4 separate regions of the Mus musculus genome follow, and all the other regions are linked to region 1. Evidence: chromatin contacts called from public Hi-C, HiChIP or PLAC-seq and promoter capture Hi-C data. All regions are on one chromosome and are shown on one strand. The core of a region is the stretch at or near the end of the contact, and the rest is flanking DNA. Distances in the headings are between cores, read along the strand shown. Region 1 holds the start of Btg1 (BTG anti-proliferation factor 1). Region 2 has its middle 6.0 kb from the start of Gm34044. Region 3 overlaps Gm34044 (a long non-coding RNA gene). Region 4 has its middle 76 kb from the start of Gm40746.

Evidence for each region. Promoter capture Hi-C pulls out the DNA fragments that hold promoters and counts their contacts. HiChIP or PLAC-seq counts read pairs in DNA pulled down with a chosen protein or histone mark. A called contact is a pair of places that touch in the nucleus more often than the background predicts.
Region 2: an SMC1A HiChIP or PLAC-seq map of the NIH/3T3 cell line shows a contact between it and region 1, with 3 times the contacts expected there. The contact joins the enhancer-like site here to the promoter of Btg1 in region 1. A contact is called at or near these places in 8 of 39 promoter capture datasets (the 3T3-L1 cell line, 3T3-L1-derived adipocytes, frontonasal cranial neural crest and 4 more), 1 of 15 datasets of contacts at CTCF or cohesin (the NIH/3T3 cell line) and 16 of 115 datasets of contacts at active chromatin or transcription factors (the NIH/3T3 cell line, astrocytes, bone marrow-derived dendritic cells and 13 more).
Region 3: a contact with region 1 is called in a Hi-C map of epidermal suprabasal cells, with 3 times the contacts expected there. The contact joins the enhancer-like site here to the promoter of Btg1 in region 1. A contact is called at or near these places in 8 of 39 promoter capture datasets (the 3T3-L1 cell line, cranial neural crest, frontonasal cranial neural crest and 4 more), 2 of 15 datasets of contacts at CTCF or cohesin (both in the NIH/3T3 cell line), 3 of 484 Hi-C or Micro-C datasets (embryonic somatosensory cortex, epidermal suprabasal cells and uterus) and 17 of 115 datasets of contacts at active chromatin or transcription factors (the 230-238 cell line, the NIH/3T3 cell line, the SCID.adh cell line and 14 more).
Region 4: a contact with region 1 is called in a promoter capture Hi-C map of pre-B cells, with 4 times the contacts expected there. The contact joins the enhancer-like site here to the promoter of Btg1 in region 1. A contact is called at or near these places in 7 of 39 promoter capture datasets (the C10 cell line, frontonasal cranial neural crest, liver and 2 more), 1 of 15 datasets of contacts at CTCF or cohesin (the NIH/3T3 cell line), 1 of 484 Hi-C or Micro-C datasets (bone marrow-derived macrophages), 10 of 115 datasets of contacts at active chromatin or transcription factors (DN3 thymocytes, the SCID.adh cell line, bone marrow-derived macrophages and 7 more) and 1 of 9 other capture datasets (embryonic stem cells).

Annotation. Positions count from the first base shown.
Region 1 is chr10:96,615,376-96,618,971 of GRCm38.p6, reverse strand. Btg1 (BTG anti-proliferation factor 1) reads right to left here and starts at 1,971. Exons shown (of 2, transcript NM_007569.2): 1 at 1,500-1,971; 2 at 1-696. The coding sequence starts at 1,647. The coding sequence ends at 329.
Region 2 is chr10:97,239,942-97,243,537 of GRCm38.p6, reverse strand. It overlaps the pseudogene Gm18515. Among named protein-coding and RNA genes, the nearest start is that of Gm34044, 6.0 kb to the right of the region's middle. Within about 2 kb of position 1,872, at least 11 of the 459 cell types and tissues checked have an H3K27ac peak or open chromatin away from gene starts, as enhancers often do. A contact at or near this core is called in the NIH/3T3 cell line, where this site is marked.
Region 3 is chr10:97,210,670-97,214,265 of GRCm38.p6, reverse strand. Gm34044 (a long non-coding RNA gene) reads left to right here. Exons shown (of 4, transcript XR_380716.2): 3 at 1,078-1,121. Among named protein-coding and RNA genes, the nearest start is that of Gm34044, 23 kb to the left of the region's middle. Within about 2 kb of position 1,960, at least 12 of the 459 cell types and tissues checked have an H3K27ac peak or open chromatin away from gene starts, as enhancers often do. A contact at or near this core is called in epidermal suprabasal cells, where this site is marked.
Region 4 is chr10:96,103,096-96,106,691 of GRCm38.p6, reverse strand. No RefSeq gene overlaps it. Among named protein-coding and RNA genes, the nearest start is that of Gm40746, 76 kb to the left of the region's middle. Within about 2 kb of position 1,886, at least 2 of the 459 cell types and tissues checked have an H3K27ac peak or open chromatin away from gene starts, as enhancers often do.

The DNA.
Region 1 (3,596 bases), core at 722-3,221:
ACTGCTGTGACAAATTGGGTATAAGGTCTGGGAGAAACTGAAACCACCCTTCGACTTCACTCCCTAGCAAATAAAGTGATCCTTTCCTTGGACTCACAGGCTATTTAAATCACTGAAAGGTACTGTCCAAACTATGGCACTGTCACTAAATTAAAAAAAAAAAAAAAGAAAGAAATAAAAAAATTATTACCACTCTATCTTGTGCCAGATCTTCACAGCTGTGACATGGTTTAAATTCCATAATCCATCCCCAAGAGGAGCCCACCCAAAGCAAAAAAAATCAAATTCATCCATCCATTATAAGATGATCCATCCAATAGACTATATCTTAACCTGATACAGTCATCATATTGTAGTTTTTGGAAGGGCTTGTTCTGCCCAAGAGAAGTTCCTCCTTACAGCTGATTCTGCTGTCTACCATTTGCACGTTGGTGCTGTTTTGAGTGCTACCTCCTGCTGGTGAGGCTTCGTACAGCACGCAGATGGAGCCATCCTCTCCAATCCGGTAGGACACTTCGTAGGGGTCAACCCAGAGTGTGAGTTCACTTGGGAGAAGCCTGAACAACTCCTGACTGCTCAGTCCAATCCGCTGGGCTGCCTGTCCAATCAGAGGATCCATCTTATGGTTGATGCGAATACAACGGTAACCTGATCCCTTGCACGGCTTTTCTGGGAACCAGTGATGTTTGTAATGTTCTGTGGAAGAAAAGAACAGAGAAACAATGCTCAGGACGGTAGTCAACGCAGCCGTACCGTAGCGTACTTTCCTCCTCCTGCTGCTAGCTTCTTAGCGAAGCGAAAATGAAAACCACCAACTTTCACAAATGTCCGGGACCGAATTCGCTGTCGTGAGACAGAATAGAGAAAGCAAAGACACTGTGGCAAACACTGTCCGGGTACTGACCGGTTGAGCCGCCAAAACAGGAATCCCGCGCGCAGCCCTGGATGGCCAACTAGCTGGATGGCACAGGCAAGCGGGCGGGAACCTGTTTACTTTCTCCACCCCAACGGGGTCCCATACAATAGACTTTATGGAACTGGTGGGGGGTGGGGGCAAGACAACGCCACTATGGCCAGTTAACCCCAAAGGGAAGAAAACCCAAGAAACCTTAAACCAAGATCTGGGTTGGGTTGTAATTGTACCGGTGACAAATCCGATGATTAATGGGCAAGAGGCACAGGAGGTGCGGAGACCTGGCACGTCCGTCCCGGGCCGGCTCCGAAACACAGAGGCGACAAGCCACCCAGGGGCTCAGCCGCAGACTCTCGCAACGGTCGCGGCGACCCGGCAGAGGAGACCGACGGGACTCCGGGCCCTGGGTCTTTTGTCCCCCGCGACCGGCCGGTAGCCGTCGGGGCGCAGCTCCGCGTCGCCCCGCTTCGGATCCTTTGTTGTGCGTGTCGCGGCGCCCCGCCGCCCAGCTCCCCCCCCCTCCCCCAGCCACGACCGGGACGCGCCCGTTAGTGGCGACCCGCGACGGTCCCCGCGCCCCGCTCACCTGCCAGCAGCTCCTGCAGGCTCTGGCTGAAAGTCTGCAGCTGTCGCTCGCTCGTGAGCCCCTTGGTGCGGAGGAACTTGGAGATGAAGGACACCGCGGCGGCGATCTCGCCTATCATGGTGGCGGCCCGGGTGTAGAAGGGATGCATGGGGGCGGCGGCCGGGGGTGGCCCGGGGCGGCCGGGGCTCGGCCCCGACGGCGAAGCGGCCACCCCGGGCTCTCGCCCAGACCCGACGGCCGAGAGGAAGCGAGGGCGCGAGGCGCGGACGGCTACTGGTTCTAGGGGATTTTTTTTCTTTCCTTTAGAGTAAAAAAGTTATTTTCAAGCCAGGAGGCGGCAGGAGAGACAGAGAGAGACGAGCGATGGCGGCCTGGTCACATCGCTCGGACCTCCCCAGCCGCCTCCGCCTCCAGCTCGGTAGCCTCCGAGGATCCCGAGAGTTGCATTTCCAGCTCCGAGGGGCGAAGAGCTGCCGCCGCCGTGCAGCTCATTTTATAGGGCTGCGGAAAGGAAGTGGCGTACCCGGGGCGTGAGGGCGGACGCCAGCCAATCCGGAGATCGCACCATTGTGACGCAGGCAGATTCGGGGCTGGAGGGGGCGGGAGAAAGGCCGCCAGGGGGCGTGCCCAGAGGCCGGGATGAGAGGGAGGAGCTGACGTAATCTGCTTGTAAACAAATAAACCCCCCGAGTGGCAGCCTGAGACTCCGGAGCGGTGGAGGGCGGAGAAAGAAGCCAAGGAGGCGCGTGTGAAAGCTCCGCCCCCGAGCTAGCTCCGCCCCCGGTTCGGGCCAGCGGGGACCCTCCAGTCCCCGAGCGGGCTCCGGGTTCCTCACTTACTGCGGTGTGGCTGGAACCTCAGGACTGAGGTTCGGTCTCCGCAGCCCCAGTCCTTTGCGTACCCCATGTTTACATCTGAGCCCAGTTCCAGCCGGCTTGGCTGGCAGCCCTGGCGGGAGGAGCGTGCGGTGGCGGAGACTAAGGCTCCGCTAGGGAATGGAAGGAAGGACTCGCTCCCTGGAGCTATCCTGCGGCTTAATCCAAGCCATTGCCCCTAGGGTTTGCAGAACCCCGGGGGGCTGGGGGGGGGGAGAAGATGAGCCTTGAAACTCATAAAAATCTGCATATGTATTTTAGAAAGGCACAACAAATTCGTTTTTCTAGTTCAAGTGATGTCAGAACTTTAGAGTTGTGCTGCTGTTGACACATAAGATAAAACTTTAAGCTTGTCGAGAGTGTTAAGCATAGACACCCATATTTACTGGCAAAGACGGTTGTAAACAGCCTAGAAAAAAAGGAAAGCATGAGCCTGCTAAAACTATTAGACCCAAAATAGGGTTAACCCAACTCTCTTAAAGTAGGAGAAGGGAGAGAAAACAATGAAGTCCAGGCAGGAAGAAGAAAGCAAACAAGAGGCAGAAGTTGAACTCTACCAGATGGAAATAAATATTTAGAGTTTAGTTGGTCATCAGATGCAATACACACCACTTTAAAATATATATATGTGTGTGTGTGTGTGTGTGTGTGTGTGTGTGTGTGTGTGTGTATGGAGCTAGAGGAGAAACAAGAGGATAATTGGTTCTGAAATTAATTTGAAAAGGTGACCTATACATCATTTATCATTAATATACAATACTTAAGTACCCACATATTATCTAAAGATAATGTTAGAAAGCACTTCAGAAAGTATCAAGTTTTTTTTTATAATAAACTGAATCAAAAAATAACATCTTTGTGCATGTGTGTGTGTGCGTGTGCGTGTGCGTGTGCGTGTGCGTGTGTGTGTGTGTGTGTGTGTGAATTGTCAGATAGGACTTTCTGAAAACAGACGCAGGGTTTTGACTGGAGGCTCATCTTACCATCCCGGAAGATAAAGAACCAAAAGTGAGTCCTTGAACCATAGGCTATCAAGAGGTCTGCATCTCTCTCTCCCACCCGCCTCCCCACGCGTTCTGTCCTTTCCAGTCTGGATTAGGAAGAGAATAAAACTGTCTCCTTTGCCTGTGACTGTGAATCCCATCCCAGTGACTCAGAGTATAAACAGACTCCTCTACAAAGCAAAAATAACGAACAAAGCTAACAAAATACTGAAGTTTGA
Region 2 (3,596 bases), core at 623-3,122, 620 kb before region 1:
TGGTTATACATCATACAATATGAAACTAAATAAAGTTAGTGCAATCTTCTTATTTCATGGATGAGAAAAAGGAAACAAGGCGGGAAGCCACAGACCCACAGCTACGGAGACACTGCAGGCATGCCTCAGCCATATAATTTTTCAGTCTGAGGTTTCAAGGGTATATTATTGGATTGAAAATACAGGGCAAAGAAGAGGCACAGAATACATGCATGCATACATATGCACAAACATGCATGCATGTGCACACACATTTTAAGTTCAATGGAGAAGTACTCTTCCCTTTTCATCCTTAACATTTTATTCTTTAAACAAGCAAATACATTTTACTATTTAATGTATTTCTCCATGAACTTTTTGTGAAATTCACACTGCAGTGTATCATTTAAAATATTTTTAAAAATATATTTTCATAGGTATTTTCTTCATTTACATTTCAAATGCTATCCTAAAAGCCCCCCATACCCTCCCCCCCAGTTCCCTCCCACCCACTCCCACTTCTTGGCCCTGGCGTTCCCCTGTACTGGGGCATATAAAGTTTGCAAGACCAGGGGGCTTCTATTTCCAAAGATGGCTGACTAGGCCATCTTCTGCTACATATGCAGCTAGAGACATGAACTCTGGGGGTACTGGTTAGTTCATTTGTTTTTCCACCTATAGGGTTGCAGACCCCTTTAGCTCCTTGAGTACTTTCTCTAGCTCCTCCATTGGGGGCCCTGTGTTCCACCGAATAGCTGACTGTGAGCATCCACTTCTGTGTTTGCCAGGCAGTGGCATTGCCTCAGAAGAGACAGCTATATCAGGGTCCTTTCAGCAAAATCTTGCTGGTGTATGTGATGGTGTCAGCGTTTGGAGGCTGATTATGGGATGGATCCCCGGGTGAGGCAAATCTTTTGTCTTTCTTCTGATTATCTATACCTTTTGCACAGCTCTTAAAAATCCAGTAACAACAAACCCCCACAAAACAAACAAACTAACTAACAAAAATTAAAAAATAGAAAACAAAACATGACATCATCTTCCTACCTTCTTTTAATGTTGAGGTTGCGCTGAGGCTGGGATGGGTCTTTGGGATTATGGAGAAGGTTTCATTCAGAATGTTTTTCGTGCAAATTCTCTAGTCCTCTGCTATTTGTTCCTTTTCTTTCCTGGCCTGTTATTCAGCTCTTTACTTCTTGATTTTTTTTTCAGCTCTACAAAAAGGCGCAGTAGCATAGTCATCGCTTTCTTCTTCAAAATCCTCATCTTCCTCATCTGTGAGAGGATCAATAGCATCAAGGTTGGTGGCAGGAGTCTCGTCTAAGGCTAAGTGAGGTTTCATGACACTGAAGAGGAAGTTGTATGTTCTTGGGGAGGAGGGGCCCTATTTTTTTTGTTTGTTTGTTTTTTCTTTTGTTGTTTTACCTCTCTACCTCCCTCCCTCTCTCCCTCCCTCCCTCCCACCCTCCCTCCCTCCCTCCCTTCTCTTCTGATGTCACTGTTGCTTCTGGGACATCCTGTGTAGATGATCTGCATCTTTGTATGAAAGGGAAGGTCTCTGCTTGCATACTGCTTTCAGAGCTGGCTCAAATCCCCTTCTCCTCTTCTTCTTTTACCTCTTGCAGGTTCAAAGGTTGGCCAGGATGCTCTTGCTATCTTTTATTTCTGGTGGGGGTCTGACGCAGCACCTTTGGAAGCTCCCCCATGAGCCATTGCAACCCTTAGCTCCAAGAGCTACCACACTAATAAGCAATACATTTTTCAGTAATGTGACAAAACCTGAGGGGGGAAAAACAGCTCAAAGAAGAAAGATCTCCTTTGGCTTGTGCTTCTGAAATGAAGGTGTGGCCGTTGGCTGTATTTTCCCCAGGCCTGGGGTGAATCAGAATGACGTGGTGCAAGAGTATGGAAGTGGAAAAGCCTCTATTGTGTCCAGGCAGCAGAGAAAGAGGAAAGAAGTGGCCAGGACTAACCCCTACTTCCTTAAAATAGGTCCTGCCTTCCACATTCCCACCTCTTTTCAACAGTTCATCAATGAGTGATCTGTTGACTAAAGAAGAGCCCTCACAATCAAACATTTCTAAAATAATTAATATTCCCCTCTTCCTTGACTTGTTTTCTACTTTTCTGTCAGGAGCTAAGAAAGGAACATTATAGAATGTCAATATCACCCCCTTACAGGGATCTCTGAACTGATTTGTTTCATGTTATAGGCAATGTACACCTTCAATGACTTCTTATAGTTCACCTTCCCCTTCTGACAGTAATGTAAAATAGTTTATTTCTCTTCCTGGCTGGAACCTCATCTAAGTCCTTTCAAGAATCTTTAAGCAAGGCTACTTGTCTATATCAAAGTATTTCATTGAAAAACCCAATACTACCTGACCCTGAAGCCTCTGTTTATGCCCTGACATTGTGGCTGCCTCCTGAAAATCCCTGCCCTTCAGGAATTTTTAGATGAGCGGGAAGAGCCTTCACAATATTAGGAGCACCTCAAAGTCAGAGGTACTTGCTGTATAGCATCAGGAGTTAACTGGGCCATTTTTGAGTTGACCAGTGTCTAACAAAGGACTGGGGTATATTAGAGAAATGATATCCATCCATTCCATTCTCACCTTCTTTGGCTTATTGTGATACTACCATGTTTCTGAACAAGACTTTTCTTCTGAAGAACAATGTATGACAATTGCATTTTTACTGATTTTATACACATCCATTAACAATTTACTGTTTTTCTATCTATCTCTTCTTCCCTGTTAGGAGTGATGACAGCTAGGTCAGTTTTGTCACTTGAAAGTAGATCTGTTGCGTACCTTTAAGTGAGTATCAGTGCACCCTTTTCATTGGCTCAATTTTTAAACTTTAGGTTGCATTCCAAAGCCCAATATTTTTTTTAAATTACACTCCACATGATTATGGCAATAATACATTTTCCTTATGGTGATAATTTAATTTGTGTTTCTTTGATGATTGGTGAGGATAAGAATTATGGAGACCGCCAAAAATATAGATGGAGAAGTGACTTCTGGTACAGGAATTTAGCACATATCAGTAAATAATTCAAATGCACAATTTACAAAGGGAGAATGTGTGCTGTAGCAGTTTTAAAACAAAGCATAGAGAAGTGTAAGAATTCAAAGGGCTTCATCTGCCTGGTGATTTGTGTAACATAGAACCCAATACACCCAATGTGTATGCACTAAACAACCATTAGAGCTTTAGATCCATCAGAGCTGGCCAATACTCATGCTCTTGGAAATAACTGTTATGTAAATATCACAGGTACTCTGGATGATACTTCTGATAGAGCATTCATGGTTCCAGAAGTAGCCAGGGCTCCAAGAGGTTTGAGAACTTTGTAGGCATATCACAAGTATGTTTTCTTGTTCCTTAGTCTATTCATATGACATTATGGAGATTATTTACATAAAACCATTCTCCTACAACGTAGTTTGATTACTTTGGGGCAAATGAAAGAAATACTTTCTTAAGCAACACGAGGGAAAATGTCTTGGATTTATCAGTGCAACTTTGTCACCCATCTCTCAATGTAGTAACCACCATACAACTTATATTTGAAATCCCATGAACACAAAGGCTTGTGTAAACTGTAGCAC
Region 3 (3,596 bases), core at 711-3,210, 600 kb before region 1:
ACAAATAATGAGAGCTGCATTCACAATTTATATACAAAGCTGATAATTAAGGTATTATTATACGTAACAAAAAGGAGCAAAGAACTCTGTGTCCTATGATGTGACAATAATTAGACATTATGTTAAATATATTTTATAGACAATTATGCAGTATTTTTTAAAGATTTATTTATTATTTATTATATGTAAGTACACTGTAGCTGTCTTCAGACACTCCAGAAGAGGGAGTCAGATCTCATTACGGATGGTTGTGAGCCACCATGTGGTTGCTGGGATTTGAACTCCGGACCTTCCAAAGAGCAGTCGGGTGCTCTTACCTGCTGAGCCATCTCACCAGCCCTATGCAGTATTTTAAAATTGTATCCTCACAAGTTCTTTATTGGCTTGATATAGAGTGATCAGAATACTTATAGGAAGGGCTTAATCTATATGTACATAGACTTATAAGTGAAAAAAATACTAAAATAATGGACATCCATAATAAAATGTGTTTATTTGTGTGTTTATTTTTGTGTTTATTAAAAACCATCCAATGGTTCACATTGCATTATACATCTGTTCAATATATGTATGTACGTGTACACGTGTATATGTGGATATGTTTTTCCAGTCCTATGTATTTTATCAAAAATAACTTATGCTGTTACAGGAGGGTCATGTTCTTAAGAGAGAGTTTCAGTATCAGAGTCATCAAGACTTTTTTCTTGGGCAGTTGGCATCTGACAGGAATCTGTGTCCTTCAGGGTATGTTCACATCTATGTGACATTAGATGACATTAGATGACAGTCCTTTGCCAATGAGACAGTGTTTGAAAGGTTTCACCTGCCTGGGGTTTTCTGGAGCAAAAGATGTTGCAGAAGCTATGTTGGTTACACTTTCTCCTTTATCTCGCAACAATTTGACATGTGTATTTGTAATCCTCAAGGCACTTGGAGCTGATATGCTGGTCAGACTCTCTCTACAATAATCTCCTCTGAGAGTCTGTTTTGAGATCAATATCTACATACATCAGAGCCTTTAACCCTTACTGATTTTGCTTTGTTTTGTTTTTATTGTGGCTGTTGTTTTAACATCAGGAAGCTGAAGGTCTCAGAGGCTGAGATTGACCCCTAACACCATGGTGAGTAATGCCCACATTTAAAGTATGAACTCTCTTTGTTCATGCTCTCTTTGTTACTGCTCTGTCTGAAGGGCCCGCAGTTTATAATCTGTGCCCGCACTTTGCATTATAAATACTACAATCATCTTGATGTATAGCCTTAGAACAAATAACAGATAGGGACCCATTTATGAGGTAAAGTTGAGCTAAATTACACCTTTTCTAGACAAATTTTGCATTCTGATATGATGAATGTAGTGTATTTCAGCAAAGCATGCAGGGGGAAGCATAATAAACAATTTCATATACTTGAATGATTGAGGTTCACTTAATCATGGTATGTTTTCTCTTGTTTCACGCATGTAGAAACGCAAAATATATTTATATCTAAATTAGTGGCTACTCAGATTCATTGCATTTTACCTCTGTAAATCCAAACAGACCTGAATAAAAATGCATTATAATAGTATATGTACTTATTTGCATCCACAATTTTATTCTGTATTTACAATAGAAATGTAGATAAAAGTTTGGAGGGAAGACTTAGCAGGTAGCAACACTTGCTGCTTTCACCATCCCAGGTTTGGTTCTGAGCACCCATAAGGTGACAGACAATTGTTGGTAGCTCTTGTTCTATGGAATTCAGTGTCCTTGTCTGGCCTCCAGGTGTGTACGGAGTGCACATGCGTAGACGTAGCCATTCACACATACACAGAAAAATCAGTCTCAAAAACCTAAATGCAGTTAAATTCTACACTACTGAATTAAAATAGGAAATGGTGCAGAAGATTGGCAGGGAGTGGAAAGACGCTATTACCTCTGTTTGGAATAAGCTTTGAAGGCATAAGCTTGTTTTTCTATAAGCAGTTGGCTTCGCTCCAGGTACTGCTCAAAGCTGTATTTATCACAACAAAATCTGTCCTTACAGATTTTCAAACAATTGCTTTCTCTTCTTATATCAAAAACACATTGATAGGTGACACAGCCATGAACCACTCAGTGTAAATCTACTGCTTTAATATGTGCCAAGCAGCAGTACCCGGCTGATTCCAGGAAGGTTGCTGCTGCAGTAGAAAGTCTTCTTCTGCCACTCCAGAATGTTATGTTAAAGGCTTTAGGAATTAAAATGAAAGCAAATGCCTTAAGCCCTTTCAAAAGGCTGTCCCAGAAAATAAAAGCCAAATGTGGACTCCTTACAGCATGAGGAGGAGGTACCTTTGGCAGAGCTTGAAATATCTCTCTAATGGGGATCACTAGAAAAACTGGTTGAACGATGCTAAGTAGCTCTCTGAAGACTCAACAAACAAATTTAGGGCTATTTCATCAGCAGTGTCCGTTCTAGAAGAGATAATGGCAGTGTGCGCTTAAAAATATCTCGCATTAATATTTAAATTATATTTAAAATATAATTTGGCATAGGCAGCTTTATGAATAAATAAAATTAAGCCTCCAGTCCCATTTCAGTACCCTTTTAGTAGAACAAAGCAAAACCAGGCATGACCCATCTCAGCCAACAATGGCTTTCATTATCTTCTGTTCAAAAGTAATGGCGTGGGAAAGCTAAGCTGCCCAAGCATTGCTCTGGGGATCTAGATGTTTACTTGATGTAAAGTCTGGGCCTCGCACCAAAAGATTTACATAATTGAAAACTAAAGTGTTTGGGTGTCTATCAATAATGACGTCTCCAAGGTGCTTAGATACTTTTGCCGTCTTGTGTTTTAACAGACATTTGGTTGCAGAGTTTTAAATATTATTTGATAACTGAATGGCTCCCAATGACTGTGGTCCACTTTTTCTCACTGAAATATTCATTGAAATGGTTTGGATGAGACTCCAAAGGGAGCAGGCCAGCCTTGGAGCTGAGTGAGCTGCCAATCAGGAGTAGGAAGCCAGCCTCCCCTGGCCCCATCTGGTTTCTTTTCTCTCCTTTTGTCTCTCTGGATATAGGCAATGCTAAGAAAACTGGGAGTTGAATGAACTCCTCTTATTAAATAAATATTTTTAAGGCTTCAGTGTCATAAGCTTTTCAATTGGGTTTGTTTTCTTGATACATCCCACCGTAGTAGTAGTAGCGAAGAGCTGAAAAATATGTAGTAGCGAAGAGCTGAAAAATATTTTACGTATTTGAGAATCAGTCTATAAGACAGAGTGATTCAAATATGAATGATTTTTTTAACTGGAATTTGAAAACTCAAAATCTTATTTGTGCTTCTTATATGTTACAAGAGCATATTGAAATCAATGAGGTCAGATGCTAGCTCTGCTATCTGTGCATTAAGTTGATATTTCAAGGCTAGTGAATAATGAAGTTGCTGTTATACTTATGGGAACTACGGCATTTTTATAATGTTCCTTAAGAAGCCTTAGGTGGGGATTGGAGATGGTTCACTGAGCAAAGTGTTTTCTCCTCAAGAACAAGGGTGTGGGTTTGAATTGTCAGGACCCATGGAAACTGCTGTGGAGTATAGTGGCGCACATCTGTAAAGCTTAGTGCTC
Region 4 (3,596 bases), core at 637-3,136, 510 kb after region 1:
GTTGTGGGTTGGTTTCGGATTGTCGTTTTGTTTGTTTTTTCAATTTTCTGACAGCATCTAAAAGATGTATTCCCCCTGGGATGCTTGTACTGGGATCAGCAGCTCCTGTCATCTCTGCATTTTCTGTGAGTTTCTTTTGTCTCTACTGTGTAGGGAACTCTTGGGACTAATTCTGATGCAAGCAGAGGCCACAGGGAAGAAGAAAGAATCATGGGAGTTAAAACCTTCCTGGGGCTAAAATTAAAGAAGAGGGAAAGCATACAGATAGATCATCAGCAATGCGTAGCACCATCCTGGGCCTCCTAATTAGACACGTGTGGCTGAGAAGCCGTGAAATCAAACTGTATCACAGAACCTAAGGGAAAGGTGCAGAAAGAGAGAAAAGAAACATTTCCGTTCATCTAACCGCTGTGCCACACACACACACACACACACACACACACACACACACACACACACACATCAGGAAGAAATCATTTAAAACAATTCAAGGTTTAGCAAAGTTAGCTTAACTCTGAGGAGTCCCTGGCCTAAAATTTGTTTTTAAATTTCCTTGTAAAACTCGAAAACAAAACCAGGTGTGGTGGCACACACCTTTAGTCCCAGCACTCAGAAGGCAGAGGCAGGCGAATCTCTGAGTTTGGGGATAGCCTGGTCTACAGAGCGAGTTCCAGGACTGCCAGGGCAACATAGAAAAACCCCATGTCAAAACAAAATAACAACAAAAATTAAAAAAACAAAACTCAAAAAACAGATCTGTTAGTGAGGCAGTAAGGGAAATTAGCTTGATATTTGTACATTGGGCTTCAACACTTCGAAGTCTAATAGCTTGCAAGAAGTAGTGCCATAAAGGTCCTGCCCTAACAACTGTGGAAACATGAACATGGTCCTCGCTGTGTGTCTTTGAATGGGGGACTGGGCGACATTACATAGTCATTGATGTTCATGTAAATCTCAGAGGGTTTTTATGCACGGGGCAGGCACTGCCTTTACACATCCTGACTGATCACTCCTAGTCTCCTTTTGACAAATGCTCGCAGTAGAATAACTGAGAGCCATGGAAGTCAGATAAACATACTAAGCTACACCTCTGTCACTGATTAGTTGAACTATGTACTTGACCTTTTAAAACTAATAATATATCTATACAGAAAAATATTAGTGTTACCATCTTGGGCTTACTGAGGGACACTGCCTAAAATATAGTATATGCTAAATGAAGTGCTTTTATGATGGTTTAAGGCTTATTTTTGGTTTGGATTTGTTTGTTTGTCTGTTTGCGAGCACATGTGGGTAAGTGAACATGGTACAGGTCCCCTTGGTCACCAGCAGAGGGCATCAGATCCCTGTGAGCTGGAGTTAGAAGCCTTGGTAAACTGACAGATGTGGGCACTGGGAACCAAATTCTGTTCTCTACAAGAGCAATGAAGTTTCTGAATCCCGGAGCCCTCCCCAGCTCCCCTGCAGCTTTTGTAAGATACCTTTTACAGGATTCTAAGGGGCAGTTAAAAACACCAAAAAAGTTGCTGGCATCTCCACTTGTTCAGATCACCTACCAAACTGGAAACATGTTAGAACAGTATGAATTCACAGCATTTCAATACAAGTCATATTCATAAGAGCAAAGCTACAACGAGTTACTTGAACCACAATAGTCTCTCCAGGCAAGCAGGGACACTATCATATAACAGTAATCTGGCCGTCCAATGGCAACATCAGAAATCAACAAAGGAAAGGAAACCAAGCAGAAAGTCTTTCCTATGTGAAACTAAACTGCTGCTATTTTCTTTTCTGAAGACACAGGCTATATCTAATGTAAGCTGGGGACTAGCATGACAGGTAGAGAGACACTGCTGGGGACAGGAGATAAGGGTACTTTGTATCTGGTGACAAAGTAGGCTGATATGACAGATGCAAGCTAAAGGAGATCCTGTCTTAGTTAGGGCTTCTATTGCTATCATAGAATACCATGACCAAAAGCAGCATCCGAAGGAAAGATTGCTTACCGACTTGCTTCCTGTGCTAGCTCGCCCTGCTTTTCTTAGAGCACCCAGGATTACCAGCTCAGGTGTTGACACCATGCACAGCGAGCTGGACCCTCTCACATCAATCACCAACCAAGAGAATGTACCATGGGTCAACCTGGTGGGAGGACTTTCTCAATTGAGGTTCTCAGTTCCTAAATGACTCTAGCTCATGTCAGGCTGATATGAAACTATCCAGGACAGATCAGAAGCCCAAATCATTTCCCCCAAAAAGCATTTCTGAGTTCTGAGACTGTGGGAGACAAGGGCAGTCTGAAAAGACAATGAAAACTCCCTGTCTCGTATTCAAAATGCCACTAGAGGGCGTGTTTTGTAATAAACATATTATCTTTCAGATAGCTGACAAAAGGGATAGACTGAATTTAGGCAGGGAACTGTACATGCAGATACATACAGGATTGAGGTTGATAGTCCTCCAACCAAGCTTCCAAAACGGGAAAGGGCAAGAACATACAATGTGCATGACATCACAAAATCAGAAAAAAATAAAAGAAAAAGTTTTAACATGGAGTTAGAATTTACATAAAAATTTGTAAATTCTAGGCGTACAATAGAAATAATTGGATATTTAACCTTAAAACCCATCAGATAAGACTGACAGTATACTAGAGGTCAAAGACAGAATTAGGAAAATCAAAGACAGGCCAATGAAAATTTCCAAGCTAAAGCCCTGAAGTTCAAGAGGGTGGCGCTGGAAATACAGAGCAAAGGTCACAGACACATGGACCACTGGTGTGGAGTCGGTAGAGAAGAGAGAATGAAGCTGGAACAATGTCAATAACAGACAATCACAAAGTGCCAAGTGCTGCTTTCCCTTCATTAACAATATCTGTAATTCATAATTTATATTAAAATTTAATGCTGAGGCAGAATAATGACAGGTTCTGGGTTAGAATGGACTACATACTGAGACCCAGTGTCTTAGGGTTTCTGTTGCTGTGAAGGGACACCCTGACAATGGCAACTCTTATAAGGAAAGCATTTAGCTGGGGCTAGCTTATCATTCAGAGGTTTAGTTCATTATTGCCATGGCACGAAGCATAGCAGTGTGCAGGAGACATAGTGCTGGAGAAGAAGAGAAGAGTTTTATATGTGGATCAGCAGCTAGAGGAAGTGAGAGTAACACTGGGCCTGGCTTTAACATTTAAAACCTCAAAGCCCACACCTAGTGACATACTTCCTCCAACAAGGCTATACCTACTCCAATAAGGCCACACCTTCTAATAGTGCCACTCCTTATGGGCCTATGCAGCCATTTCCATTCAAATACACCCAGCCTCATAAAATACACACACACACACACACACACCTACTTCCTCAGTGGTCAGAAACTCTCCAGTTTCTTCTGCCCAGTCTCCCTCTTAGCAATCTCTTTTCTCTTAGAGATGTCAGTACTCTAGACTTATTAGGGAATCTGTACCCAAGCTAGAGGAACTTCATTTTCTGATATGAATTCCTTCCCTTTGTTATTTATGCTTTAGTTACTTGAGAACTAGTGACTGAGCCCCACTCATAAGGTACCTGACTGTAGCAAGCTTTCGATATCCTACA